5 separate regions of the Mus musculus genome follow, and all the other regions are linked to region 1. The links are chromatin contacts, called in public Hi-C and promoter capture Hi-C maps. All regions are on one chromosome and are shown on one strand. Each heading gives the region's core, a stretch centred on a gene start, on an enhancer-like site or on the middle of the called end of the contact. The rest is flanking DNA. Distances are from core to core; before and after follow the strand shown.

Region 1 (2,709 bases), core at 135-2,634:
AATATTTCAAGCTTTATCTTAGAGCTCCACAACTCAAGACTTATACTTCTTGATCAACTCTTAGTATAAATGTGAACACATACTTACCCCCCACCTCAACCCCCCCCCCCCCCCGGGTACTATGGATGTACTCTGGCTTTGTCAGCCCATCACTAAAGGGAAACAGTTACTGGCAAATAGATTCCTTTGATGGGACTCTGGGAGAGGTTTTCTGACCTAAGCAAAGGACTCAGCGTGAGATTTGGGGAAAGGAGAAGGAAAAGGTAAAGATGGAAGACCAGATTTCAAGGTGTTATCTTTTCTTAGGTAATACAAAGAACAGTGATCATTTTTGTCATTCAGTAGGTGTCAGGCATTGTATTAAGTGATTAAGTGTGAAACACATTTGATCCTCAGACCCTATCAATATTCCTCCATTGTACTGTTTGGGAAATGGAAGCATGGGATGTTAGGTAGTTTGTTCCTAGTTCTAAGGCTGGGATCTGATTCCAAGAAGTCAAATTTCTGGGCCTGTATACCCTAGGAAGTATGCTGGTGTCAGGGTCTAGAAATAAACACCGTGCAGCCCTTCTGTCCCACGTTTTTACTGGACACGTGGGTCACCAAATCCCATTTAAAAGATATCCTTGTCTACTACCTGAGCACTGTATTTTTTTCGGCCCTTATACACTCTCCCAAAAGAGCCTTCTCCAATCATCTCCAAAACGTGGTACTTTTCCATGGCAAGGGTTTCGGGGTCTCTCAGAAGGTAGAAAGAAGACGGTGACAAAGAGCTATAGATCCAGGGGTAGTTCCACACATCTGGGAGGCCTGGCTCATAACATGGGAGAAAGATACACGTTATCAACCTTGCTTTGTTCTATTTTTCACAATAACCAAGGCCTCAAAATCATGACCAGGGTGGAAAGATGATCAGGTCTTAGTGTCTCCAGCCCCACCCCCACCTCCCCACCCAGGTTAGGTGCCCATAGCACACCGGTGTTCCCTTTCCCCTCTCCACCAGCGATGCTCACACGCTCCTTCTATACTCTCCCAGGTTCCTGACACCCTCAGCTTGCCCAGCACCGCCACTCTGGCCCCGAGCAGAGGTCCCCTAACTTGCTCCCAGTCTAGACGCTCCAAGCTCCCCAGGCTGAGTTCAGGCTAGTTGCTCGGGGCCTCCCAGCTGCCTGCGTTACTTTTCTCCATTCCTCATTGATGCTCTCGTTAGTTTCCCCACTCTTACCAGTTTTACTCCCTGGAACTGATTAGAAGTTTAAAGGACAAAGCTCTCAGAGGTGTGTGACAGATGCGAACCGCCCATTGGCACTTTGTAGGGCACTTCTGTCGCTTGGCTAGCAGGCCCCACAAAGGATCTAGAGTCTTCAGTTGCCTAGAAACGGCGTCAGCTTTCTTTTACTCCGCCCCGCCCTAGTTTTCCGCCTCTAACTTCCCAAAAGGTGTTTCCGGTTCCGGCCAAGAGCCGGAGAAGACATGGCGGCGTCTGCGTCGACAGCTGCTGGGGAAGAGGACTGGTAACTTTGGGTCATAGGTTTTGGCTGGCTGCCTGGATCTGGTGCCGGGAACTAGCAACAGCTTCGGACCGTCCGAACCACGGGCATAAAGGGTGGATCAAGGGGCGAGGGATAGAAGAGACATCCTTTCGTAGGCGAGCTACTGGACCGGGAACGGAGGGAGGAGGGACGCTGATCTGAGAAGGGACTGGGTCTACGGCGGCCTTGCCAGCTGGGCCCACGCCTTATCGACCCCATTGCTCCCTACTACGGGCCTACCCCTCCCCACTTCTCCCTGATGTGATTTTTCTGGGCCCTGGAGGATGGCTTCTCATCACACCTCCCGCCTCTCGGAACGGACGCCCTCCTCGTGCCCCTAGGATCCTGCCCCTTGGACCAGTCCATTTCTGCCTACGCGTTCCTCAATCTTCCCATATTCCTGATAGCACTAATAACTATTGTCAGAAAAGCCTTACTCCCCTCATAAGCTCTCCTATTCTCTCGAGCATTCTTAATAAGAAACCAAAAGCCTTTAAAGACTTTGGGTTTTGGACATAAGATAAAAATGTGCTCACTCCATATTTAATTAGCTTGATGTGATGCTGACCAAACCAGCTAGCTCCTGCGAGTCAGTGTCAGCTATTAAAAAAAAAAAAAAGTGGGTGTGGCATTACCTCATAGAGTAGTTGGGAAGATGGATCACCATGGATTCGTAATATCCATAGGCCTGCTTTTCATTAATTGCTGAAGTATAAAACCTCAAGAGACCAAAGGACATCTGTCTGAGTTAAGGCCTTATACTGTTAGTATTAGGACAGCCTATTTCGGACCCCCATCCCCACCCCACCCCCACCTCCACCTGTAACCTATGACCTTATTTACATTTAGGTCTGTATCTTACATCCAAGGCTCAGGTGACCTAAGGTGGGCAAAGTACTGAAGGAAGTCTTAACTGAGACTGCACCTCTGTGTTCCGTTGGTTTAGGGAGCCCAGCCAGACTAGTGCTTTTCACTGTTGTGAGTGACTTCTAAGATTATGAAGGGACACCTGAGCCATGACAGAGTAGCAGTGGCTGCATTGGTCTATAGCAGCCAGAATGTCTTTTAGTAGTAGTAGTAGTAGTAGTAGTAGTAGTAGTAGTAGTAGTAGTAGTAGTAAAATAAGCTTTAAGAAGAATGCTAATAATAACCATCACTATAGAAATGATACTGGGGT
Region 2 (2,709 bases), core at 70-2,569, 410 kb after region 1:
ATTGAACTGGGAATTGGAAGAACAGTCAGTGCTCTTAACTGCCGAGCCATCTCTCCAGCCCACAGTCTGTGCTCTTAACCCAGTCAGCCATTTTTCCATCCCTACCAAGTTTTCTTATACAGACCAGGGCCACCTGCTTGGGGATGGTGCCTCCCACAGTGGGCTGGGCCCTCCTACATCAATTAGAGATCAAGACAATCTTCCACAGATATGCCCACAGGCCTGTCTGATCTGAGAAATCCCTCAATTGGGATTCCCTTCTCAGATGACTCTAGGTTGTGTTTAGTTGATAGTTCAAACTAACCAGTCCACTGAACCCTAGGAATAAAGTCAGGGGTCAGCTGTGAGTTGCTCAGGGACTTCTCAGGCAGCTTCCTAAAGAAGCTGTCCTTCAGTACCAAATGGGGAGCAGTAATGGCATCACCCCCAGATGGTCTTTCACTGTTTTCCCAGCCCTCATGATCTTCTGATAGACTTCAGGGAAGGAGTGGCCATGCCCCAAACCTCAGCTCTACTGTAACCAAGCAATAATTGGAAGTAAAAGAGAGTGTAAAGGAAAGGTTTTCCTTCCAAAATCTCTACCACATGACCCTAAAGATGCCTATAAATATAAGTGAAAATGGCGTGCTTATAGCTGGGCATAGTGGTGTATACTTGTAATGCCAATATTTGGGAGAGAGATGAAGGTTTATGGACTTAAGGTCAGCATGGGCTATGAGAGACTCTGTCTCAAAACAAAACAAAACAAAACAAAACAAAACAGCAAGCATTGGGGTTGCAGGTGTAGCTCAGCGGTAGGATACTTGTCCCAGCATGCACTGGGTCCTGGGTTCTATTCCAGCACCAACATAAATGTCTGCGTGCTGTCCAAACACAGCTTAAGTGTAGACCCTACCACCAGCTTTCCGCTAAGTTCTCCTTTAGACTCCCTAAGTCTTTCCCACCGTGGACTTCTGAAACTTCTGTTATAGGAAGTCTGTACTGCCCCCTTTCTTATTCCCCTTGGGAAGTTAGAAACTTCTCAAGGTAATCTATTAGGAAACTTAGGGGTGGCACGTGCAGGTAAATTCAAGAAACTGAAGATGGTAGAAGTGATCATCTATGGAGGGAAGGAGTTAGAGAGAACACCCTTAACTGCAGGGTCACCCTGCTAAGCCTACGGAACTCAGAATCTCTGATACTGCCGGGCCCCATGACTTCATCTGTACCCAAATGCAGATGTGGGCGGGGCTCTAGGGGGAGGTGTGGTTTCTCCCTCTTTCTTTTATTCATCCAGTCCCTTCGGTTGTTTGATCATTCTGTTTCCTGAGCTGCAGGCTCCTCCCGCACACAAGGAACGGACCCAGCTGGTGCCTCAGGTAGGACGCCTGTGTCAGCTGTGTGTCAGTCCACATGTTGGGGTAGGAAGGCTTGGTCCAACTTTATTTTAGAAAACACACTGGTTTCTGTGGGACTAAGGGATTTCTGATAAATGGTTTCTTGTCCCCTCACTGTGTCTAGGTACGCAACTCTGACTTCCTAGGTGCTTACGGTCACAGCCCCCCTCCCCTCAGCCATTGCTTTTTATTGCTTTCCTGTTATGTGGCTGCAGTGAACAGTTTCCTGGCTCAGTGTTGATTGCTTCTCTCTAACCTTCATCTTCTGTGAAGATGCAAACTCTGGCACTGAGAGAGCATCCCAAGGGGTAGGGATGTGGTTGCCCTTGCCATAGAATCCAAGGCCTGGAAGCTGGGAGAGCTCCCTATCTTCCCACAATCTGCAGTTGATAAGTGGAAATCTTTGGGGATTAAAGGCCCCAGGTAAGGTAGCCATTGAGAGTGGGCATTAGGTAACTGTATCCTCATCTTAAACTCAGTTAACTTCTAAATACTTCCAGATTACAGAGCCCTGGTGTTGGGTAGAGGTGCACACGTGTTCTCATGTCTCAAGTGTGTGTGTGTGTGTGTGTGTGTGTGTGTGTGTGTGTGTGCAAGTGTGCAGGACTATATACAGAGGCCAGAGGCTAGAGGACAATTTTAAGGAGCTGGTTTCCTTCTTCCATCATAGATTCTGGGAGCAAACTCAAGGTGTCAGGCTTGTGTGACAAGCTCTGCCGAGGTATCTCACCAACCCTTGACATGCATTTAAAATTTTTCTATTTCACGCTTAATGTGTGTGTGAGCTTAGGTGTGGAGGCCAGAGAATAACCTACATGAGGTAGTTCTTTCCTTCTACCATGTGGGCTCTGGGGATCAAGTTCAGGTTTTCGGCTTGGCAGCACGCAGGCACCTCACTGAATCATTGCTTTGGCCTCTTCTGTGTGCTTTTGACGCGATGTTTACAACTGTGAAAGCTGGAGACAATCTCATCAGAAGACAAGGCGCAGAGTACAGTGTAATGTAATCTGAAGTTATCACCTCTTTCTCCAGGTAGGTTTTAAGAAAGGCAAACAAGGGGCTGGGGAGATAGCTCAGTGGTTAGGAGCATGGAGTGCTCCTGAGGATTTGGTTCCTAGGACCCACTTTGGGCAGCTCGCTACTCCTGGTAGCTCCAGTTCCAAGGGATCAGATGCCTTCTTCTGACCTCTACATATAGACACACAGACAAGTTCATATGCACTTATACATAAATAAAAGCAATGAAAAATAATATGTCTTTACAAAAATTGCAAACAATAATGAGGGGGCATATATAAGACATAAGGTTGGAGGGGACGCCCAGATACACCTT
Region 3 (2,709 bases), core at 115-2,614, 330 kb before region 1:
TTTGTTTATTCATTTCTATTCATCATTTCATCATTCATTATTCCATTACATTCATTATCATTCATTCACTTATTGTCATTTATACCCCCCACTTTTTTTGTCCATAAGGTCCAGCTGAGTCAGACTGATTAAAAAAAAAAAAAGAAGAACTTGAAGAAAAACAAAAAAAGGGAGAAATCATTACAGGAGCTCCAAATAGCATCAACGTCATCACGTTCAAAGTACAGCCTTCAGATTCTGAGAAACCAGCGAGACACTCACTGAGTTCCACGTTCCTTAATCCCCAAAGAATTCCAGGCTTAGTTGGGCTGGCATGACTTAACCGACCTCCTGGACCTCCCTTGCAGCAGCCCTGCCCTCCCCCGCTCATGTGATCCCTCAAGCCAACTCAGGTCACTTTGTCACCTCAGTCCATCGCCTACCTCCCACAAGTGAACCCCAATCCTCCAAACTGCTCGTTTATTTTCTGGGTTTGCTTCCAGCTCTCTGAGCTCTCCCTCTATAACCACACCACACCCCTTTCATTCTGAGGAGGAATGGGTTCACTGTTCAGGCAGTAAAACTCTTTAATTGCCGAAGAATGAACTTTGAGATTCTTGGCTTTTTCTACGTCGCCTTCATCCAATGATACCTTTCTCACAGCGTGCACACCAGTGCACAGACAAAAAAGAATTTCTTCATACATTAACTTTTGTCTCTCTTCAAACAAGTTAATTTTCTTTGGTCTCAGACCAAAAGATATCTGGAAGAAAATGCCAAAGGTGTTCTCTTTCGGCAGCAGAAGGAGCACATTTATAAATCCTATGCAGTAAGAAATAACCAGAGGCTGTTTTCAATGAACCATCATGATCATAGGGAATGAGGCTCTGAGTCTAGATCAGTCTACTTCAAGAGATTAGGAATGACTCCCATTCAGGCAATCTATGATTTTTGAGCCCAACAGTAATCTATGAATAAGGTGGTCAAATAAAGTAATTGCCAGGACACCATGAAAATTGGGGGAACCATGTTTACCTTGTCTGGAATGGAAAAAGACCACAGTTGGTACTACAGCAGGGAAAATCTTGGATTCAATACTTAACATAGGGAGATTAAATTTGAGCAGGCATTGACTGGGTGTGTAGCTTAGTGATGATCAAAGCTTTAATTCTTAGCACAAAAAGAAAAAAATATATAAAGAAAGTTAAAGAAAAAAGAAGAAAAAGGAAAGGAAAGAAGAAAAAAGAGAGAAAATAAAGGAAAAGAAATGAAATGAAGAGAAAAACAAAACAAAAAGAAACGGACTCATTCGCTTTCTCTGAACCTTGGCTCTTTTGGGTTGCCGTCGTTGCCATGGGATACCAAAAGACGCTGTGTCCCGAGCGTCCTGTATCTACGGAGACGTTAGCACAGCGTTTGCATGAGTTCTAAACGTTGGAGGCCAGCGAGAGGAACAAGGAACGGTATCTGTACTAAAAACCCCTTTTACAGGAAATCGTGGCGGGTCTTCAGAAAGTCCTTTCGTTGTGGGCGAGATTAATTAGATGCGGGGGCCAGGAGACCCTGAGAAGCCCCATAAGTACATTTTGTTCCCTTCGTTTTAAGGCTTCCTTCCTCAGCTCTACTTGACCACTCCTTACCCTCACCCCTACTCCCGGTTTTTTCACCTGTCGTTTGTAAAATTTTAAGATCAGAAATTAGGCAAATAAAAGAAACTGATAAAATACCCCCACCCCCGAAACTAGAAAATTGGTTTAAAACAAGCCCCCCCCAAACACACACACACACACACACACACACACACACACACACACACACACACACACACACACAACTGCACGTTTTTTCACAGCAAAATGTTGCAAATGACCTTCTCTGTTCCCGGAAAGGCTCCATGCTTCCTGCCTTAAGTCCCGGCTGGACCACTTTTCTACCTTATTTTGTCTCTTCTCTAGCCTTTCAGAGATAGATTGGTGTATTGAGTGGGGACTTTTTCAGAGAGGCAAGGCAGACTGTCTGTTGAATCCCCTGATGTCTGAGAGATCAGGGACTAGGGACAGGACCTAAAGCTATCCAAGGACAGAAAAGTAACAGCTCTCCTCCCCACCCGCAGCTTGCATTTCTTGGGTTCTGTCTGAACACCCACTTTACATTTGGAGGTAGGAAGCTTGTTTTGTACAAGTACCTGCTGTATCAGACCTGTTTGGTAAATGCTCTGTGAGGGAATGCATGGGATGAGGACAGTAACTTGAAATGGTTTCCTCCAGTGTTAGAGAACCTTCTAGGAACAAATGAGCCAACAGAGGGTTTCTCTGGCTGGTGGAGAGAGAATGAGATTGTCTTTGGGAAATGTGTAAACTGCTAAAGGTAATCATGAGATTGTTACATTATAACATGGGGACCTTAATTAACCACCAACTTGAAGAAGGAGATGTTTTAGGTTAAATTAAAAGCAAGTCATGGCCAATCATGATGGTTCATGTCTTTAATCCCAGCGCTTGGAAGACAGAGGCAAGTGGATCTCAGAGTTTGAGACTAACCTAGTCTGTAGATCTAGTTCCAGGACAGCCAGGGCTACACAGAGAAACCTTGTCTCAAAAGAAAAACAAGGAAAAGAAGGCAAATCACATGTAACGATAAACAACTGTAGGGATTAAAATATCTGTTGAAAACCTCACAATACTGTCTGGATTGTTAGTCAAATTGATACTATTTGGGATATGGACAATC
Region 4 (2,709 bases), core at 118-2,617, 320 kb after region 1:
TTACTTTAGTGAGTGATAATCAGTAATATGTATTAAGGCCAGAATCAGATCCACAGAATTCACAGAAACACGTCTAGCTTCTACACAACGCAATCTGACACTTAATTACTGGGATTGGAATGTGACCCCTGCTCCCAAAGGGAAGGATGAATCCAGTGACTCAAATTCAAATCAGATCAGCTCAATTTGCTCCACAGAAAAGCCACTATCCCCCAATTTTACATATTTTTCCACCCTAGCCCCCCCCCCCCTTCTGAGAGTCCATCCCTTGACTCCAGCAATTTCCTTCCCTTGGATTCAGCTCTCCACCCGCATTTCAGAGAAGTTTCTAGGTCCCCACACCTTTCAATGCACTCCCCACTGGTAGGCAAAGGGAGCAGTTAAACTCACCAGGCTAGCCCCACGGCTTTCATGGGGTTCTTGCCCCTCTTTCTGGGAATGTATTCTAGCTCAGGGGAGAGGGGCTCGGGCTCCTCCTTGCATTCTGGTGAGCTGTGGCTCTGCAGTGCTCTGGTCCTGTTCTGGGAAGCCTTGTTAGCTGTGGCTCCAGAGAGGATCCCTGTGAATGAAAGTATGGCATGTCAGTATGGGAGATGAGGAAGGGGAGTGACTGCAGTCTGGAGTAACAAGTGCAGTGAAGAATCTAAAGAGAAATGGGAAAATCGCCATCGGGTGACACCTTTGGAAGGCTACTTAAACGTCACTGCGGGCTCCTCACCCTGGTGCCAAGGCAGTGAGCTTCGCTGCTGTTCTATTCAGAAGTCAGGCTGGGAAGGACTGCAGAGGAACTCACCGGAGACATACGTATGAAGGAAATCCGGGGAACTGTTTTAAAACTGCAGGACCTTAAGCTATCCTTAAGGATAACTAACTCCATCCCGTCGAAGAGGAAGCTGAAGCCCGAAGACGAGCTGCTTCGCACAAGGTCAAACCGCTAATTACTCAGTGCTAGAACTCAAGCCTCCAGATGCCCAGGGCTCTTTCCTCTGCACTGCGGTGAGTGTGAAACCCCTGGGGCGCGGGAGTCTAAAGGTTTCTTTGGTACCCTCTCTAGCAATAAGACCCTAGACACGCCGCGCAACCTAAACGCAGGAGTTGGACTGGGTGACCTCTAGAGCATCTTTTCACCCCCAGACTCTCTAAGATCTTGCAGAGAGGTGTGGGCAGCAATTGGCATGCTGACTTCCTGCTGTCGCGCTGGGTGGGATATAAAGGAAACGGAATCTTTTAAAACCCTGCCCTCCCGAGGGTCCCTCTCCTTACCCCGGAGGACGCGGGCATTTCTCGCCCCCCGGCCCTTCAGCGCCGTAGCAGCTACCACCGCCGCCATGTTCGGGTCCCACCCCCCTTCACTGCGCTCCCCGTCGGGAATTGTAGTTTGCGTAAGGGGCCTCCCCCGCGCCTTCCGTCCTGCCTACAGAGCAAAAACTACATTTCCCAGAAGTCCGCGTAGCGGGCCCCGGAGAACTACTCCTCCCAGGAGACCCTGGAGGCGCGCACGCTCGCTTGTTTCCCTTCAGCTGGGGGCGGAGTCATGTAAGGTGGAGCTTGGGCTCTCCCGCCACGCCCCGGCCTGGTCATCCTAGTTCTGCCTTATGATTGGCGGCTCTGTTAGTCCACCACTGTCGCCATTGGCCCGGATGCCGTCGCTCTTTCGGCCGGGAGTCACCTACGCCTACTTCCTCCCGGGAGGAGGGGCTCGAGTTCCGCGTCGTCGCGCAGAGCTGACTCTGGGAGGCGTTTGGGCCCAGAGAAGTGGATCGGTAGCTTTCGCCGCATGGAGTCCGAATCGGAGAGCGGAGCGGCCGCTGACACCCCGCCTCTGGAGACTCTGAGCTTTCACGGAGATGAAGAGATCATTGAGGTGGTAGAGCTGGATCCAGGCCCGCCGGACCCGGGTGAGAACTGACGCTCCTGAGGCCACGGGACAAGAGGCGCTCACCCCTGGCCTCTGACCCCTGCTTCTCCCCAGTCCCCCCTCCCCCCTTCCCTACCGGTCGTTCCTACCGACATTTCTCTCCCAGACCTCCTCCCCTACCCCCCACCTTTAGTTTCTAGGCCTGGCTGGGTGGGGGTTCCCTGACGCCTCCCCTAGCCCTTCCCCTCACACACCCCCTTCCCATCATGCCCTCTGTCCTCTCTTCCCACACGGTCGCTGGCCAACACCAGATCTTCAGACCTAGCCTCTCTCCCCCTCCCCGCCCCCCAAGTGCTCTCTTCCTGCTCGGTACGTGTGAGACAACATCTTAACCTTTGGCCACACGACCCACCCTAGCTTCACCTTTTTCATTCTTTAACCCTTACCCCATTCCTTGTATTATCTTTGGAGCTCCATCTTTTAACGCTTCTCTCAAAGCAGATGATCTGGCCCAGGAGATGGAAGACGTGGACTTTGAGGAAGAGGAAGAAGAAGAAGAGGGCAATGACGAGGGCTGGGTCTTGGAACCCCAGGAAGGGGTGGTCGGTAGCATGGAGGGCCCGGATGATAGTGAGGTCACCTTTGCATTGCACTCAGGTAGGCCTTTGAACATCTCAGATCAGTGCAGATGGGCTTTTGAGTATGGCCTGTTGGTCCTAGGCAGCTATTATAAGAGACCAAAGTGAAAGCCACCTACTTTGGCCTGCAGGATATTCAAAGGAAGGGCCATAGGGCACTGGGGTTAAGTGTGACCCCTGGGTTCAAATCCTACCTCTGCTGTTTAGCAGTCT
Region 5 (2,709 bases), core at 81-2,580, 300 kb after region 1:
TCACTGTGGGCATGGGCTTTAGGACCTTCATCCTAGCTGCCTGGAAGCCAGTCTTCTAGTGACTTTCAGATGAAGACTTAGAACTCTCAGCTCCTCCTGCACCACGCCTGCCTGGATGCCGCCTTGATGATAATTGCCTGAACCTCTGAACCTGTAAGTCAGCTCCAATTAAATGCTGTCCTTATAAGAGCTGCCTTGGTCATGGTGTTTGTTTACAGCAATAAAACCCTAATTAAGATGACTTTCCAACCTCCTCAAAACTTCACCAAACGATTCCCATGTTGGAACACAGACTTTTGGATAACCTATATTGGTTTTCTCTGACCATGGCCACATATTTGGCTCCTCTTAACCTCTTTGAGGTAAGTTATTTTATTATTAACATTCCCAAAATATCTGGCATTACGGGCACATGCCACTTCCACTGTTTATGCAGTGCTGGAGATGGAACCCAGGACTGCTCGCACCCTAAGCCAGCATACTGCCAACTGCTATAAGATTATTTTTACTTCCCAGTCACACATAGTGAGCTGTTAGTGTAAACACACCATGAGGTTTGCAAAACAGAAATTTCCTAACCTAGCACATCCCTGTCATTAAGTGACACATGACTGATTCCAAGCATAGCTTCGGAGTCTCATGCCTGTGTTTGAAGTTTTACATTTGAAAAGGGCGGTTAGCTTACAAGCACAGAATTCTTAGTCACCACAGACTTTTTTGTGACTTAAATTTTTCTTTTCTTTTTTTTTCTTTCTTTTTTTTGTGACTTAAATTTTTTTTTCACGAAATAAGAAGTTTTAAGAATGAATTGATATAAACATAGCATAGCCATGTGATACAATATTGTGCATCATTGAAACTATTCTTTTGTTGTTTGGTTTTCCTGGCATGGGGATGAAACCCAGCTGGGTCTCTCACATGGAAAGCCAGAGATCTACCACTGACCTACGCCCCTAGACCGAAAGTGCTGAAGATCAGTTAGTGACAAAAAAGAAAAAGAGGGAAAAAAAATCAGTGAAATCTGACTATGTGAAACCAGGGTCAGTAATTGCAACACTTGGGCTGAGGCCGGGTGACAAGTGCTGGAGACCAGCCTGAGGTACATAGCGACATCGCTCTTTTACCCAGAATACAAACAAACAAAAAAACAAACCCAATAACAACTTTTAAGACAACAGGATTAGCTCTAAAGCCCCTAGCGCAAATCGCTGATATGTAGGCACTGATGACGCATAAATAGCACTTCTTACTGGGGTGGAGTCTGGAATTCATGGAAAGAAGTTATTTTTTTCCCAGTGAGTTTGGGTTTTCGCTGCGAACCGGCGTTGCTTCCAGTAAATGTGAACCACTCACACCTGGGTCGTGGTTGAGGTCTGGAGGGGACCCCAGCGCTCCCTGGAGGTCTCGGGGTGCCGGGCGGCTCCTCCCCACTGGCGGCGGAGAGAGACGGGGCGGGGCACGGAGCCCCAGTCCAGCCCGGCCCAGCCCAGTCCTCGCCAGCGCCCGGAGGCCCAGGCGGATCTCACGGTCCGGAACAGCGCAGGCAAGTGAGGGGGCTGCGGCCGTTGGAGGTGGGGACCCGAGACCGGCGGGGAATGGAAGTGGCCTGGGGCGGCGCTGCGCCCAGGCGCCCGAACTTTTCTGGCACGCGCGGGCCGACTCCGGTCGTGCTCCGGAGCCAGGCTAGGGTCCTTTCGTTCTGCCTGTTCCGGTCTTCACTTTCCATGTGCGCCCGGGCAGGACATATGGCCCGGGCTTGTGGCGCAACCGCATTCGGTGCGCACCCGCGAGCTGACCCGCTTCTTGTAGGGTGCTCCTCTCAGTGGCTGAGTGGCTTGTTTGTCTGAGGACGTGTCCCCCACTCCGGGGCCCCAGAGTGGCCGTGCAGCAAGTGAGAATGGAGGCGGTCATGGTCCTCAGCTGGTGGGGAGAGGGAGGGAGGGAGCCAGCCAGAGGCTTGGAACCCACCCGGGGCTGTTCGAGCTTGCCCTGGCGTCACCAGGCTGCGTAAAAACTGGTGATGAGAATCTGTCTAAGGTGGGGGGTGGGAGGAGGGAGCCCTAGCTCAGAGAAGCCAGCGGGCCAACCTAAGGTCTAAAGAAGAAGCCATTCCTACTCCTAACCTGGCCTGCTCCTGTTCCTTTGCTCTGTAATTCAGAAGCCTACCAGAAAGTACAGTCAAGCTGATGAACTGTGGTTGGTTGGTTGGTTGGTTGGTTGGTTGGTTGGTTTATTTATTTATTTATTTATTTATTTATTTATTTATTTGAGACAGTTTCACTCAGTAGCCCAGTCAAGCCTTGAACTTGTTGCCTCAGATCCTTAAGTGCTGGGAGTATTACAGGTGAAAGCTGTCTTGCCTGGCCCTGGTGACCTCTTTAGGTCAGAATAAAAAATAAAAAAAAAAAAAAAAAAAAAAAAGAAACAGGGAAATGGGAAAAGGGAAAGCAGGTTTGGGAGGGCCAGGAGGGAACCAGAAAAGGAGGAAGGAATGGAAGGCTCTCTGCCAAGGCAGAGCCTGGACTGTCTTCACCAGGTCTTGTTCCCCGGGGCATCCTTCCCCAGTCACTCACTCCACTGTGGCCTATGGGTGGTGGTACCCATGGGGCTGAGGGTCAACCTAAACACCGGATAAGTGGGGAGAGCTGTCATGGAAGGTCTGGCAGGTGTCTGGTTCTCTGAGACTCTGAAATATTTATCTCAGTGGTG

What was found. Promoter capture Hi-C pulls out the DNA fragments that hold promoters and counts their contacts. Hi-C and Micro-C count contacts between places; a contact is called where the count stands out from the background. Capture Hi-C pulls out chosen DNA fragments and counts their contacts.
Region 2: a contact with region 1 is called in a promoter capture Hi-C map of pancreatic islet. The contact joins the promoter of Cxcr1 here to the promoter of Stk36 in region 1. A contact is called at or near these places in 2 of 484 Hi-C or Micro-C datasets (both in CD4 T cells) and 3 of 9 other capture datasets (adipose tissue, liver and pancreatic islet).
Region 3: a contact with region 1 is called in a promoter capture Hi-C map of hippocampal neurons, with 4 times the contacts expected there. The contact joins the promoter of Cfap65 here to the promoter of Stk36 in region 1. A contact is called at or near these places in 5 of 39 promoter capture datasets (the C10 cell line, hippocampal neurons, liver and 2 more) and 1 of 9 other capture datasets (adipose tissue).
Region 4: a contact with region 1 is called in a Hi-C map of memory CD8 T cells, with 2.9 times the contacts expected there. The contact joins the promoter of Pnkd here to the promoter of Stk36 in region 1. A contact is called at or near these places in 5 of 39 promoter capture datasets (cranial neural crest, liver, neural stem cells and 1 more), 8 of 484 Hi-C or Micro-C datasets (CD4 T cells, CD8 T cells, Th1 cells and 5 more), 3 of 115 datasets of contacts at active chromatin or transcription factors (embryonic stem cells and extraembryonic endoderm stem cells) and 2 of 9 other capture datasets (adipose tissue and liver).
Region 5: a contact with region 1 is called in a promoter capture Hi-C map of the HPC-7 cell line. The contact joins the promoter of Tmbim1 here to the promoter of Stk36 in region 1. A contact is called at or near these places in 3 of 39 promoter capture datasets (the HPC-7 cell line, cranial neural crest and frontonasal cranial neural crest), 3 of 484 Hi-C or Micro-C datasets (CD8 T cells, liver and neutrophils), 1 of 115 datasets of contacts at active chromatin or transcription factors (bone marrow-derived macrophages) and 1 of 9 other capture datasets (adipose tissue).

Annotation. Positions count from the first base shown.
Region 1 is chr1:74,600,130-74,602,838 of GRCm38.p6, reverse strand. Stk36 (serine/threonine kinase 36) reads right to left here and starts at 1,384. Exons shown (of 27, transcript NM_175031.3): 1 at 1,226-1,384; 2 at 638-810. The coding sequence starts at 721. Rnf25 (ring finger protein 25) reads left to right here and starts at 1,442. Exons shown (of 10, transcript NM_021313.3): 1 at 1,442-1,514. The coding sequence starts at 1,474.
Region 2 is chr1:74,193,241-74,195,949 of GRCm38.p6, reverse strand. Cxcr1 (chemokine (C-X-C motif) receptor 1) reads left to right here and starts at 1,319. Exons shown (of 2, transcript NM_178241.4): 1 at 1,319-1,358.
Region 3 is chr1:74,934,254-74,936,962 of GRCm38.p6, reverse strand. Cfap65 (cilia and flagella associated protein 65) reads left to right here and starts at 1,364. Exons shown (of 33, transcript NM_001039495.1): 1 at 1,364-1,442.
Region 4 is chr1:74,283,692-74,286,400 of GRCm38.p6, reverse strand. It overlaps Pnkd (paroxysmal nonkinesiogenic dyskinesia), which reads right to left and starts at 1,367. Exons shown (of 10, transcript NM_001039509.1): 1 at 1,264-1,367; 2 at 391-559. The coding sequence starts at 1,330. Aamp (angio-associated migratory protein) reads left to right here and starts at 1,663. Exons shown (of 11, transcript NM_146110.3): 1 at 1,663-1,898; 2 at 2,360-2,515. The coding sequence starts at 1,778.
Region 5 is chr1:74,302,957-74,305,665 of GRCm38.p6, reverse strand. It overlaps Tmbim1 (transmembrane BAX inhibitor motif containing 1), which reads left to right and starts at 1,330. Exons shown (of 12, transcript NM_027154.5): 1 at 1,330-1,543. The region is part of intron 2 of Pnkd (paroxysmal nonkinesiogenic dyskinesia); the gene reads right to left.